2 separate regions of the Hordeum vulgare genome follow, and region 1 is linked to region 2. Evidence: chromatin contacts called from public Hi-C data. All regions are on one chromosome and are shown on one strand. The core of a region is the stretch at or near the end of the contact, and the rest is flanking DNA. Distances in the headings are between cores, read along the strand shown.

Evidence for each region. A called contact is a pair of places that touch in the nucleus more often than the background predicts.
Region 1: a Hi-C map of leaf shows a contact between it and region 2, with 6 times the contacts expected there. The contact joins the promoter of LOC123426705 here to the promoter of LOC123426704 in region 2. A contact is called at or near these places in 4 of 6 Hi-C or Micro-C datasets (leaf and seedling) and 1 of 1 datasets of contacts at active chromatin or transcription factors (embryo).

Annotation. Positions count from the first base shown.
Region 1 is chr2H:472,770,147-472,777,077 of MorexV3_pseudomolecules_assembly, reverse strand. LOC123426705 (ubiquitin carboxyl-terminal hydrolase MINDY-3) reads right to left here and starts at 4,384. Exons shown (of 7, transcript XM_045110577.1): 1 at 3,598-4,384; 2 at 256-334. The coding sequence starts at 4,085.
Region 2 is chr2H:472,580,115-472,587,773 of MorexV3_pseudomolecules_assembly, reverse strand. It overlaps LOC123426704 (exocyst complex component SEC5B-like), which reads left to right and starts at 3,508. Exons shown (of 21, transcript XM_045110576.1): 1 at 3,508-4,039; 2 at 6,377-6,534; 3 at 7,379-7,476; 4 at 7,569-7,659. The coding sequence starts at 3,650.

The DNA.
Region 1 (6,931 bases), core at 3,135-5,634, 190 kb before region 2:
CTACGTGGAAGTTTTTTTGGCTAACCGTGAATTGAAATCACTACTTAATCATACACAAATCAGTGTTGACCCCTCCTCAGTTTAGCTCTGTGTTGAGTTGGCAGTTCATAGTATTGACCAAGTTCAGGCAGTCCAACTGAAGTGACACCCATTTAAGGTGTGGAAACATGTAGAACAATTCTAGACACCAAAAATGCCCACAATAACACTCAATCAAAGTATCAAACACAATTAGCTAAAGCAACAATGATGTACCTGCACTGTAGCTAAGACGCCACAAGGGCCACCTTCATGTTGTACCAGTCCCATAGCTGTTTCTGGGTCAGAGCTGAACCTGCATACATTTTAACAATAATTAGACAAATAGCATTCATTTGTATGACTGCAATGAAACTGTATGATATTTTCAAGAAACTGTATGCATTAATTTTTAGTGGCACAGGCATGCAAATTCCTGTTAACTGCCAAATCTGAAAATTTTCCTACTTCATGGCTAGAACTTGCCAGCAATCAGAGTCATAATTCAAAATAAATACACTTTTTAACTCCAACTCAGAACACCAATATACCAAAGGCATATGTTAAAACTTCATGCGTTAAGTCAGTTGCGCAAAAACTTATTCAAACTAAAAGGTCCCTTTGATGTGTGGAGAGAGTGTAGACATGGGACCCAAGTTGGATTCAGAGGAACGAAATAAAATTGGTCAAATCAATCCTAGAAAGCTTAGAATTAAAAAATGTTCATTTCAGAACTGGAGCTCCTGAAGGGTGCTTCACCCAAAATGCTTGATGCTCTGGGCTGTACGGTTCTCCCATACTATTCCCATGCAAAAAATAGCAGTGGCTTACAATTGTTGCACATAGGCCCTTTGATCGCTATAAAACTAATTTTTCTCAACTACCAATGCAGAATTATGAAGATATTTGCAACTCCAGCAGCACTTATTTTCACAAATACCCCTAACAAAGTTACCCTTGATGGCATCTAACATGGTATTAGCTAGCCCTGACGAACGCCCATCTTTTGTAATGGACAACATGACACAAGTTCTTATCCAGGGTTGTTCCATTTCCTGGCAGTACCGGCCAGTTACTGCCAGGAATGGGGCAGTGCCAAGGTAATACAAATTGGATGGTTTATTTTGAATTTAAATTCCTTTATTAAAAAAGGTATGCAGTATCTTCTAGCTGATATGATCACATACAGAATGGATACGGCAAGAAGCTATAATTGATACAACAAAGAAGCATGAATTAACATCACTACTTAAAAATTGAGGTTGATGAGACCTTTTGTGTTGTTTATTTCAAATTCTGAAATCCAAAACCATCAGAATTTGACCAAACCCCACTGGTAACCGGTCAAAACTGGATTCCAAACCCTGGCAGGAAGAGCACAGGAAAGTGAACCTTTTTTTCGACAAAACGCAATGCCTCGTTGTATTTAAAAAAAGGTAGGAAAAGTTAATTAATTACACATCCAGGTGGGCAGATGCAGGGAAAAAAGGCAGAAAAACAAGGTCCTCGGGGAATCAGTGGAACATCCCAACCCTCTGGCCGGCAAGCAGCCAGCCCTGCAGTGCCGGCTTAACCCAATATTTCTCGCGTCCAACATCAAGATGCTTCCATCAAATCACTGTGAAAATTTACTAGTACTGGAAGCTCATGAATGGCATGAATATTAAACTATAGAGCACGACCAGTGTCATCTTTAATTTCTGGTTTCTGCAATTGAAACTGCCAGGATATATAGAACGTTTCTCGTAATTGGATTGGAAAAGAGGAACTATCAATATTTAACTTAACAATACCGACAAGAAACAACAAAAAGTAATGCAAGTCAGAGAACACATCTCCATGCACATCTATTCTGCCACGAGAAAAGAAAAAATTATGGAACTTACATTTTGCCATGCATGGGGTATTTATTAACTACCAAATTGTGTTCTCCATATATGCTATGGCAATGTTTCATATGTATACTACTACCTCCGTCCGGGTTTAAAGGGCCGGAGGGCCACGGCGTGCAGTCCGGATTTTTTAATCTGGGTAGTTATTGCGCTGTGCTAATTCGCATGGATTAACAAACATTAGTACTGGGATACGTGGGGACGGGTGAAAGAGCTGGCATGCGAGCGCGCTGGTTGGCTGACCGCACGGCTGCGCGGGAGGCTAACGATTAATGCATTAATTGGAGCAAATTATGGTGCATTACTTTGTGTACCACTGTGCTGCCTTGGTCCTGGAGAATCTATCGGACAGCCCTTTAAACCCGGAGAGGTAGTATAAATGAGTACAGTTAAGCATGCCCAGATGCCAATCTGAATAATCTCAAGGACAACCTCTTGTTCTCTTAGTCTCTTACCATGATTCGTTTCTCAAAGATACACATAACCATGTAGATCATTTTGAATCATGACTATCATACGCTCGCAGAAAGAACTAAAATAGATAATATATTTCCACATCAGTCTGTCTTCACGGAACACTGAGCCATGAATTGGACACCCAATCCACGAGTATTCAGGGACAGTGGGACACTAAACCCTAATCTCATAAACACATGTCTAACGCTAATTTCTAGGTTGCCCATCAGAACAGAAACTTAACATAACCTACTTAGACAATTAAAGCAACGAAGTCACCAAAGTCCATTATCTTACAGATATGGGATGTGAAATCAGAGCGGATATGGAAAGATGTCGCTCATTTTGTACCCTAAACCACATTTTTCCGTGGGAGTCGGAGTTGGACATGTGTATTGCCCGATATCAGTGAAATGCAAATATTACCGGTCAGGCAGTCACGAATATTAATCAAACAAGAACCGTATGGAATATATTGCAATATAAAGATCAATCAACCATATAATCTCCAAAATGCAACTACACCAATAATTCACCAAGGCAAATTTACTCGTAAATATATGATTTCCACTTGTTGTACAATGACACTGGATGACATGTACCATGCAAGACAATGTGAAATTAACCTACCAAAGGCGCCTTTCCAAGAAAAATATGTAGAAGTACAGCATGAGCATGGTCAATAGTCACACAAGCAATGTGAAATTAACCTACCAAAGGCGCCTTTCCAAGAAAAATATGTAGAAGTACAGCATGAGCATGGTCAATAGTCATACTCCCTCCGTTCCTAAATATAAGTCTTTTAAGCGATTTCACTAAGGGACTACATACGGAGCAAAATGAATGAATCTACATTCTAAAGTATGTCTATATACATCCGTATGTTGTCCTCTAGTGAAATCTCTAAAAAGACTTATATTATGGAACGGAGGGAGTACAAGCTATGGGGCAGGGCCTCAAAAAGGCGGGATATGATCGGTGGGCTAAGATCTATATGCTAAGCAAGTTAGCTTGTCCCAAATATCGTAGATTATATTATCCGAATAGTTCCATTACAAGACCGGATATCACTCATCCTATATCATATCCCATATCCTATTCGGGGATCAGACGTTAATGCAGATATCTGTTTCGGTGAACAGATAAGTGCTCCAGAAACCAAAGTATCCCCTCTGTTTTTCACCCATACATACACATATTAATAAGGCTGGTGTACCAAAGAAAAGCTCACCTGATACCCTGATTGCTCCACTGCGCCAGCACTGCCTTTGAAACCCCGCCCCCAAACACCATGACCCAAAGTTTCTCAGCAAGCTCCGGATGCAACTCCTCCCCTTTCTCCTCCTCTCCCGCATCTACCTCCACCTCCACTTCCGCCTCCTTCACATCCTCCATAGGCACCGCGGTTGACTCCGACTCCACCTTCACGTCCTCCTTGGCGCCCTCCGGGGCGGAACTTTGCTCCGCCACCACGGCCGCCGGCTGCGACGGCGGCGGCGGCGCCACGACGATGGCGGCGGGCGGGGCAACGGCGCGTAGGCGCTTCTCGGCGGCGGCGGCCATGAGCTCGCGCTGCTTGCGGCGCGCCTCCGCCTCAGGCGACTCCCCGGCGGGCGATGGGGGCTTGCTGCGCTTGGGCTCGGGCTGCGCCGGCGGCGAGCCGTGGAGGCTCATACGGAGCGCCATCTGGAGCTCCTCCTCCTCGTCTCGATCCCCCATTGAAGCCGCTCCGCCGAACCCTGACCGGATCGATCCGGCTCCAAACCCAAACCCTAGGGCAGGGTTTGGCCCTGCGCCCCCGGTGGTAGGCCTCGAGCTAGGGACGAAGTGAAGCGGGGGCGGTGGTTGTTGGAATTCGGGCCTGGGGCATCGGGATCCGGGATGGCGGCGGGTCAGGAGGCCGACATGGTCGGTGTATTTGTAGGAGCGCCGTCGCGACGGCGATGCGACGGGGGGGGGGGTGTCAGAAACGGAAGTGTTCTCCCGGTGACTGTTCGGTGCGCTGCCCGCCTGCGGTTCGGGCTTGTGGTTTGGACGAACAGCCGATGACTTGTGGGTCCGAGGTAGGTCGTGGCCCAGCTGTCATAGACTGGTGGCAGATGATTCCTGGTGACTGGTTGGACGGTACGGGAGCTTTGGCTTCCCCTGCTTTGGAGTTTGGACCGTGCGGCATGAGATCCGCCTTCATCATCGGTCTTCGCTCAAGTTGAATGCATTTTCAGCCCTTTCGTGGGAGAATTTTCGTCAAAATTGTTAGATAAAAGAGTTTTTCACTGTTTTGACCTTAATCTGAAACTATAGTACTTCCTCCTTTCCGATTTATAGGGCTCAAATCTGAAATCTCATCGACCAAGGTGAATTGTGAGTGGATGACACTAGTTTAAACTAGCCAATGAAATATTTCTCACATATGTAATTTTCAAGGTAATAAATGTAGCATCATTTCTTTTATTGGACTTGCATGGTGGATGTAGAAAATTATGCATGTATAGCCACTCATCTTCTTTCTCTAAACTCTATGAATTAAATACGGCGTGAGACTCAAAGCACTTTAACTCACTTAGGTTCAAAATGAGCCTAATATAATGGAAATCTAAATTTTTTGAGATGAGCCCTATAAACCGGAAAGGAGTACAAAATAAAGTTTGTACGAAACTATTTCACGATCTGACCCATTTAAAAACGCCTAACTTGTGGCGTTGCTGTTGCATGTAAAAACGCCAGTCTATCGGGGCGTTTCTGCTCCATATTCACACGCCGAAGTAGCTCGTGTTGCAGTCCACACACAAAACGCCAGCTGTTCTGGCGTTGCTACCCACGGAGCAAACGTCATGGGGCATGGCGTTTTCGTGCTGGACACTGGAGCCCAGACACACCGGTCTACAATACGCAAGCTCCCGTTGGCTGCTTCTGTTCTTGATTATACAGTGGCAAGAACATCGTTGATGCAGTGCATCCCACTCTTTATATCATCGAGGAAATGAGCTTCTTAACCACCTTCTGTAGTCTTAAGGTATCGAAGTGTTTCAAAAAACTCATATTCATCAAAAGACATGGTCTCAGTATTGGCTTCTGATGTGGTAGCATCCTCAACACACCCCTCATGATGCTCAACTGCCCATTTCATTCCCTCAAAAAGTGCAGGAGCTCTAGATGCATTCCGGTATACTATTCCCAATCTTCTTTGCCACTTAGAGACTGCCATGCTAACAGACGTAATGCTCTCATAGACCCCTCCTCCTTGTCTTCCTTGATCCCCTCAAATAATTCTTTAAGATGTTGCACTTCCCATCTGATCTTTTCTCGAAGTTCATGCATCGTTGGAGCCCTTCCGTCATTTTCAAATGAGCTCACTATCCCAAAGAAGCGGCGTCTAATTTCATTAACACGCGACACCAGTGGCTCAAACACATCTTCCTCAATGCTTTGGTGGACAAGCATAACGACTGATGGAACCAATACTGAAGATCAAAGTATGATAAAACATAGCCGGTATGATAATACTGAAGATCAAAGTATGATAACGACTGATGTTCTTGCCACTGTACAATCAAGAACATAAGCATCCAACGGGAGCTTGCGTATTGTAGACTGTTGTGTCTGGCCTCCAGTGTCCAGCACGAAAACGCCATACCCCATGGGTGTTTGCTCCGTGGGTAGCAACGCCATAACAGTTGGCGTTTTGTGTGTGGACTGCAACGCGAGCTACTTCGGCGTGTGAATATGGAGCAGAAACGCCCCGGTAGACTGGCGTTTTTACGTGCAGCAACAATGTCACGGGTTATGGCGTTTCTAAAAGGGTCAGATCGTGAAATAGTTTCGTACAAAGTTCATTTTGTGCTATAGTTTCAGATTAAGGTCAGAACAGTGAAAAACCCTAGATAAAACGAGATAAATGAGACACGAGAGACAAGATTTTTTACGTGAAAACCCTTGTGGAAGAAAACCACGAACGCACGAAGGCGTAATCACTATAAGGATGGAGTATTACAAGCACGAGACGACAAACCATCTTTAGATGCGACTACATGGAGTATATATGAGAGGCAATGCATGAGAGTCCTTGGAGGACAAGTAAACAAGTTGTACTCGTACGCGTCGGTACCAACACAATGGTCCACACCGTTTGTACTACGTCTAGTCCATCACAATTTAACAATCTCCACCTTGAGCCAAATTCCCTCGAGTAGTCGAAGAAAGTGAATAACTCCATCCAAATCAGCATAAACACCTTGTGCGTCAAAAGTCCAAAGGACTAGTGAGAAATACCAACTAAGCCCGAGCAAAGCTCAAACTTATTGGTAGGAACTGGCTTTGTCATCATATCAGCTCGATTATCATGAGTACTTATCTTGCATACCTTCAAATCACCTTTAGCAACAACATCTCGAACATAGTAAAATCTGACATCAATGTGCTTTGTTCTCTCATGATACATTGGATTCTTTGTAAGATATATAACACTTTGACTGTCCAAAAATATGGTAGGGCAAGATGAATCTCCACAAAGCTCGGCGTACAAACCTCTCAACCAGATAGCTTCTTTGCATGCCTCAGAAATAGCC
Region 2 (7,659 bases), core at 2,259-4,758:
ATAATGTGCCAAGTAAAACCTTTGGGATGATTTGGATTTGGTGCAAAAAAAACTTTTGCGTCAAGTGCATAATTTGTCTGATTTTATGGGGACACCTTTTCAATCTATTTTTACACAGTATTGGTATCCAAATGCCCCAGGTTGTCCTAATTTTTGAGAATTTTTGGAGTTACATAAGTATGGTATTTGTGTTGATCATTACAGACTATTCTGTTTTAGATAGATTCTGTTTTTTTTGCTTACATAGTTTGCTTGTTTTGATGATGTTATGGATTATATCCACGCGGGGGGGGGGGTAATAAGCCATGGAGAAGTTAGAATACAATACATTAGACAATAATTAAATACGAATCAATTTATAACAGTACCTAAAGTTTATGATTTACATATTATACTAACGGATATCACGAGTTTTTTTTAAGTTTTGTTTGATTGAAGTTTTCAAGTTTTGGGTGAGATACTAATATGAGGAGAGTAAGGAGCATCAAGACCCTAAGCTTGAGGATTCCCGAGGCATCCCCAAGGTAATATACAAGGAAGGCTCAAGCATCTAAGCTTTGGAATGCCCCGGAAGACATCCCCTCTTCCGTCTTCAATACTACCGCTATACCTTACTTGGAGCTATATTTTTATTCGTCATATGATATGTGTTTTGCTTGGAGCGTCATTTTTTTGTTATTCTCTATTATATGTTATTCATACTCATGTTTTTAAATAAAATATTCCAAGAATTACCTTTAGAATGCTTCAATTGCATGTGTGAGGAGTGCTGTAAAAAAACAGAAACTTTTGCTCTAGTATTTGAATTATGAGTTTTACTTGAATGTGGGAACTTTATGATTTTTTTACACATAACTATCATACAAATTCTTTAGTTTGTCATAAATTGTCAAAAGAAATTGGAGGTACAGAAATACACATCTTAAATTGATTACTACATACTGTTCTGTTTAGACAGACTCATGTCATAGTTTTATTATCTACTTATCCTAGAGTTTTCATGGCTTATATTGGTAGATATAAATTGTGAAAATGATAGTATACAGTACCTAATGTTTTGAAATCATTATGCATCTTTTCTTGACAGTACATGAAGTGTAGATTTATTCTTATGTGTACTAACCTAACTCACGAGTTCTTTTCAAGTTTTGTGTGGATGAAGCTTTTGAGACTTAGGTGAAACCGGGGCATGAGAGGATTGAACGGGATATACAAGCTCAAGCTTGGGGATGCCCAAGGCTCCCCAAGTAAATACTACAAGAAGTATGAAGCATCTAAGATTGGGGATGCTACACATCCCACCTATCTTCGTCAACAATTATCGGTTAGCTAATGTTGATCCTAAGTTTTCATTCGTTCACATGTGCTATTCTTGGATCATATTCATCGAACGTTAAACGTGTGACCTTACGGGTTCGAGAATCATGTGGACATGACCGAGACTCCTATCCGGTCAAGAGCCAATGACGGGACCTGGATGCCCATATGGGTTCCTACATATTCCACGAAGATCTTTAACAGTTGAACCATGATGTCAATGATTCAATCAACCTCGTATGGAATTCCCTTTGTCCGACGATATGTTACTTGCCTGAGATTCGATCATTGGTATCTCCATACCTAGTTCAATCTCGTTACCGGCAAGTCTCTTCGAGACGAAATAGGATTTTCTCCCGCTTTATATTATAAAGCCTCGACCAAAGCATACAAGACACCATAAGGTTCAACGCACACCCCCACATGCCAGACTGCAAATAACCAGGGCCATAGTACAACCCAAAACATGAAGTCTTGCTGGGGGAGCAGCACAAAAATCTCCAAAGAAGAGTCTAATGACAGCTATGCTAATCTGGCTCCGGGAGAGGAGGAGGTAGCGGTGGTGAGGTCATGCGGGCGACGACGACTCTCAATGCTGCTCTCAATGCATGCTTCTTGTGATGTTGTATTAGCGAGAGGCTGAGAGACATTTCTCTCGCACAAAAATACCTGCAGAGCACCTTTACGATCACCCAGTTATGAAGTGATGTTTGGATACATATTAGGTATTCTTCGGGTGTTAGGGAGTTGCATGATTTCATGGTTTAAGGAACAGATACTTGACATGAAGAAAGCCATAGCAATTGAACTTTAGTGACACGACCACATGCTAAGTTTACGGATGGGTCTTGTCCATCACATCATCCTTCTAATGATGTGATCCCATTATCAAATGACAACTCATGTCTATGGTTAGAACACCTTAAACATCTTTGATCAACGAGCAAGTCTAGTAGAGACTCACTAGAGACACAATGTTGTTTATGTATCCGCATATGTATTTAAGTTTTCGGTCAATAAAATTTTAGTATGAATAATAAGAACTTATTATGAACAAGAAAATATGATAAAAACAATTTATTATTACCTCTTGATCATATTTAAAAAAAAAGACACCAACAGACTTGTGGATTACCTTTTATGCAGTGCTTTCTTTATAGCCACGTAGCCAGGCCTCATGCTGCATATGATCATCCATCCGGATCCCAAGGGATATCGAATTATCGATCCTGAGTTGGATGCCTACCTCCGACCAGGGTTGAGAGCACCTCATAGCAGAGCTTGGTCGGAGGAGCACTCGCTTATGGTGCATCGACATCATGTACTCTATGGGCGTGTTTGGTTCCCTGGGTAGCTTCTGGCTGCATCGCATGAGGGATCCAGGATGAGCATGGCCAGGTTGACTTGATTCAAAGATGAGAAGAGATGAGTGTTTGGTGAACATGCATGAGATGGCTGCACGAGATGGGGAATGGAGATCGGCAGGGCGGGGCGGTAGGATCCGGCGCGCAGCGACTTGACCACGGCAGGACGACAGCGGCGCCTGGAAGAGGAGGGCAGCGGCGGCGCCTGGGAGAGGACGACGGCGGCGCCTGGGAGAGGAGGACGGCGGCGGCGCCTGGCAGAGGAGGACAGCGGCGGCGCCTGGGAGAGGAGGGCAACGGCGCCTGGGAGAGGAGGGCAGCGGCGCCGCCTGGGAGAGGAGGGCAACGACGACGCGTGGGAGAGGGCGGCGGCGGCGGCGCCTGGGAGAGGAGGGCAGCGGCGACGCGTGGGAGAGGGCGGCGGCGCGTGGGAACGGAGGGCAACGGCAGCGGCGCGTGGGAGAGGAAGGCAGCGGCGGCGCGTGGGAGCGAGCGAGCCTGCACGCGAGCTACGCTCGAAACGTGCGTATCTCTCAGCCTGGCTGAGAGGCTACTTTCTGCATCAGCTGGACCAGGCCGAGATAGCCACACAGTTTACCAAACAAGCTGAAAGTTGCATCCGGGATGCCATGGTGCAACCCACCCAACCAAACACGCCCTATGTGAATTCGTACTCGCTCGTGCTCAGCCTGCGTGTACCGCTACCGTATCCTTCTCAGCTTCTGGCCGGTACGCCACGGCCACCGGAACCGGTTCCATTCGTGTCCGCATCCAATCCAAGCACGGACGAGCGAGACGAACCATTCCGCACTTCCGCCTTTGAACCGCCGTTGGGTCCAGCAAACTCCGTCCCGTCTTTCCGTGCGCGCAGTGCACATCTCCCACCACCACCAGGCGTCGAAATTTCTCCCTCTCACTGCCCTTCCCCCTCTCCTCCAGATCCAGGCCCCGACCCGACACCTCCGGCCATGAGCGACAGCGATGTCGACGAGGACGAGCTCCTCCAGATGGCGCTACAGGAGCAGGCCGCCCGGGACCTCAGCCACCAGCGCCCGGCCGGCGCGAACAAGCCCGTCGTCAACCTCGTCCGCCCGCCCGCGCCCTCCTCCCGTGGCGGCAACGCCCGCGGGGGCGCCAAGGGGCGCCAGCCCAGCCGCGAGGGCGACGAGGACGACGACTCCGATGTCGAGATGCTCTCCATTTCCTCCGGCGACGAGGACGGCGCCCCCGCCCGCGAGCGCGGGGCCCCGCCGCCCCGCGGGGGCGGCCGCGCCGGTGCTCGGAGGGCCGCGTCGCGGGACGATGCTGATCTCGACGACGCCGAGCCCAGGAGCTGGAAGCGTGTCGACGAGGCTGAGGTACGGATTGCAGAGATCCCGATCCCGGGGTTGCCTTCTGTGGTGATCGTACGCTTTGATCACCCGGTCAATTCTGCTTCTCTCGAGGGTTTCCAGGGAAATGAGCCAGAGGGTAGATTTTCTTGATTTTAACAGTGTCGGGTCGTGGTTTGATTGCTAGATTTTGGCCACTGGCGTCAAGCTTGTACTGCTATTTCGCTTTGAACATGCGCATCATTTTAGCTCCATTTAGATTATATAGCGTGTGCCCTCAATTGCGTGTGTTAGTTTTGTGACACTGCAGAGTAAGCTTGCTTGTTTGGGCAGGGGCATTTTTGGCGAGGGTGTAGTTTAATCATGTGAGTTGCATTCCACATTTCCACTTAGCCTAATTGTATCTTCATGAGATTTGGACGCTGAACATGGAGATTGACATAATCATAGCCAGTGTTTATACAACTTTGCTAATGTGTCATAAGCAATGGCAATGCTAGGTTCATTACAGCAACTGTACTGGTGTGGTTACGATTGCCATCTGTTGGTGCTAAGTGTTTCCTCTGTATGTTGCTGAACAAGACTAACAACTTCCATTTGGGTTTCTTCTAGCTGCAAATTCACATAATTCCTGTACATCACATATATTATTCATAAGTGTCTGCAGTCCTACTCAGTAGAATGGTCATGTTAAAATGATCCACTGGACTCAGCTTAGGGCGTGTTTGGTTGGGGAACTAAGTGGAATGGAATGTCACGGTTCCATTCCACTGGAATGGGTGGGTTCCGTTCCTTTGTTTGCTTCTGAGCAATTAGGTTAAATGGAACGGTTCCATTTTAGTGTTTGGTTGGAGAGATGGAAGGGAATGGATTTGGTTCAGCTCACCCCTTGCATAGGAATGGTGAGATTACCTCTCACATATAGCTCTTTGCATCTTTAGCAAACAATAGGACAGGAGAATATATTGTCAAAATCTGTAAAAAAGAAGTTATCCACTCATATAGATGTGAAAGATCTGCAGAATCCTAGTCACCCAAACAAAATATCTTGGTAGTTATGGAGGGTATACAATTGTCTCCCTCTTTTCTGTTTTTCTCCCATTTGTTCATACAATCATGTACTCCAAAATTTATAGTTCTTATCTGCAAAAAGTACGTCTTTCCAAGAATTAACATGGGTATTAATATTATCAAGTAACCCAGCACTGTGTCGTGAAGCACTGAATGCTTCAGCATAACTGCATGAGATCGCATAAAAATGCAGCCCGATGTACACAAGAAATGCCAAATTGTACAACTGTTGCAACTAGCATTTTATACAAACCTAAAACCGTATCCCAGACCAATCTACATATCGCTGTACGCTTCTTAGCCATGTCAATTCATGAGTTGTTTTCAGTAACCAAGACTGTGTGGTACGAAAAAGTCTCAGTCTGCAAGATAGACTGGCATCACCATTGATGAAGCCGCAAGAGAATTTAACTTGCTGCTACGCTGGTGGGGCCGCATGCCTCTGTGTGCTCCATGGGCCCTCTGATGCACAGCAGCAGGAACAGCGCATGCAGCAGCAACCCATCCATGGGCTTTCAGCCGCCATTGCCATCGTCTGCAAACAGGGCAAAGCAGTAACAGCCTCATCTCCGGCAGGCCCCAGCTGGCGACTGTACGTACCGAGCTGTACGCCTTGGACCTGTCCAAGAACTGGCTCGCCGGTGGCATCCCTGATGAGTTCTTGGGGAGGAGCTTGAGATGACTATGGCAGCGGCTCCCTTAGCGCCGAGCTCGAGGCGGAGGAGGGGCGACTGTGGGACAAATTCTGGTAGGCACGCGTCAGGGAGCCAGATAGAAGCGGTGGGAGCACAAGGCGCCAGAGCATCTGAGAGTCAGCAGCTACATGGTCTCTCCATCAACGTGGTGGCTACGTTGGCTAGCTCGAGGGAGGGAGAGGGTAGGGGAATCATGTGGACTGAGGCTAGGTCTGGGTGAGCGGTGATTTTTTTTGTGTCGCTAATTCCAGCGAGAACGTGTAGATTCCACCGATTCGGAGGTATCACCTGGTTCCGAATCTGGGGTATATCCCCTTTGGTGCATTCCGCTCCTCCACAGCCAAACACAGTAATGAGCTCCAAGTATAGAACAGTTCCATTATATTCCACTTGAAGTGCCCAACCAAACACACCCCTAATCTCAGCTGTTCAACCTTGATGTCTCTTTATACATCATCTTCATATATCTCTGCATTCTTTGATAATAATTACCAAGTGCCTTGAACATGAAGTTTTATTTCACATGCTATATTGCACTTTTTTGTTTCCATATTCATGCAGAAAAGGCCTAACGCTCATCCGCCTTTGCTTCGGCCAGCTTGCTCGCAGGGTTCGGGAAATGCGTGAAGCAAGAGCAGCGCCTAGCATTCAAGCACTTGATCAGAAAGCGGCAGCAGCAACAGCAGCTCGAAAGGCGCTCACAAGTGTACAGACTTTACCTAAAGGCGTGGAGGTTTTGGATCCATTAGGCCTTGGGTAAAACTATCTGGGTCATCAAACATTTATATTCAATTAAATCCGTGTTCTATTTCTAGTACTCCAATCATATCACAACTGGAAAATATTTTGTAAAAGAAATAAGTCCAGTTCATGCTCAGTTCTCACCTACCAGTGCATCCCTTGCACCAAAAGGTGCACCTTGGCTTCACGTGTATTCTATGAATGCCCCATGTGAATTTTTGATGAGTATCCTGCTGCTATGCGGGTACAAATATTTCTTTTCAATGTCTTTTGTGATTGTGGATGAGTACGCACAGACTGTCAAATCCTATATGCCTTGGCCTTAAAGACACTTTTCTGGATACTAGCTTCTGACCCAGAAGCCAATACATTTTTTGTTTTGCTTTGTTGGAGAAGTTCGAAGCCAGCTTAAGCTGGGGTGGGTTGGACAATCAGGTAAAAAGCTAGAGAAGCTAGGAGGGATCAGCTTTCTAGACTAGTGGAGAAACGCTAGGAGGGATCATCTTCTTTGTCATTCTTTGTGATAGCTGTTTCTCCAAAAGGCAAGTGGTGAAGAAGCCCGGTATTTAGACTGGCTTCTTCATCTGCTTTTAGAAGCTGAAGTAGAAGCCTGGCCAGTTAGGCATCGTCATTCATGAAAATATTTGTGAATCACAACGTGTTTTTAGAACTTGTTAAAGTAATGAACATGACCTTGATAGCGATCTAACTCAATAGCATCGATAGTGCTGTGCTGTGCAGTGCAGTGTCTGTGTCACAGGCTATGTAACACAGGGAATCAAAATAACCACATGTTTATTTTCTGTTCTTCTACGTCTATTGCTTTTTCATGATTAGATAATGCTTATTTTCTTACCAGTATCATGGATAATAAGTCCCTGCGGCTAATCACTGAGTCTTCAGTAAGCTCTCCAGTTTCAAGGGAGAAATCCCAGGGCTTGGACCCCAGTATGCGAGGTATGCCTGTTCATCATACGCAATATGCAATATCCCTTTCTTTATTATTGTTCTTTATTAACAAATGGTATATTTTTTTTGCACATTTGCAGAGAAAGTTATATATTCTTCTCCTCATTTTGATCCCAAGGTTTTTCTTTCGTGGGTCCACAAAGATACAAGTGCTGCTGATTTAGAGTCTGG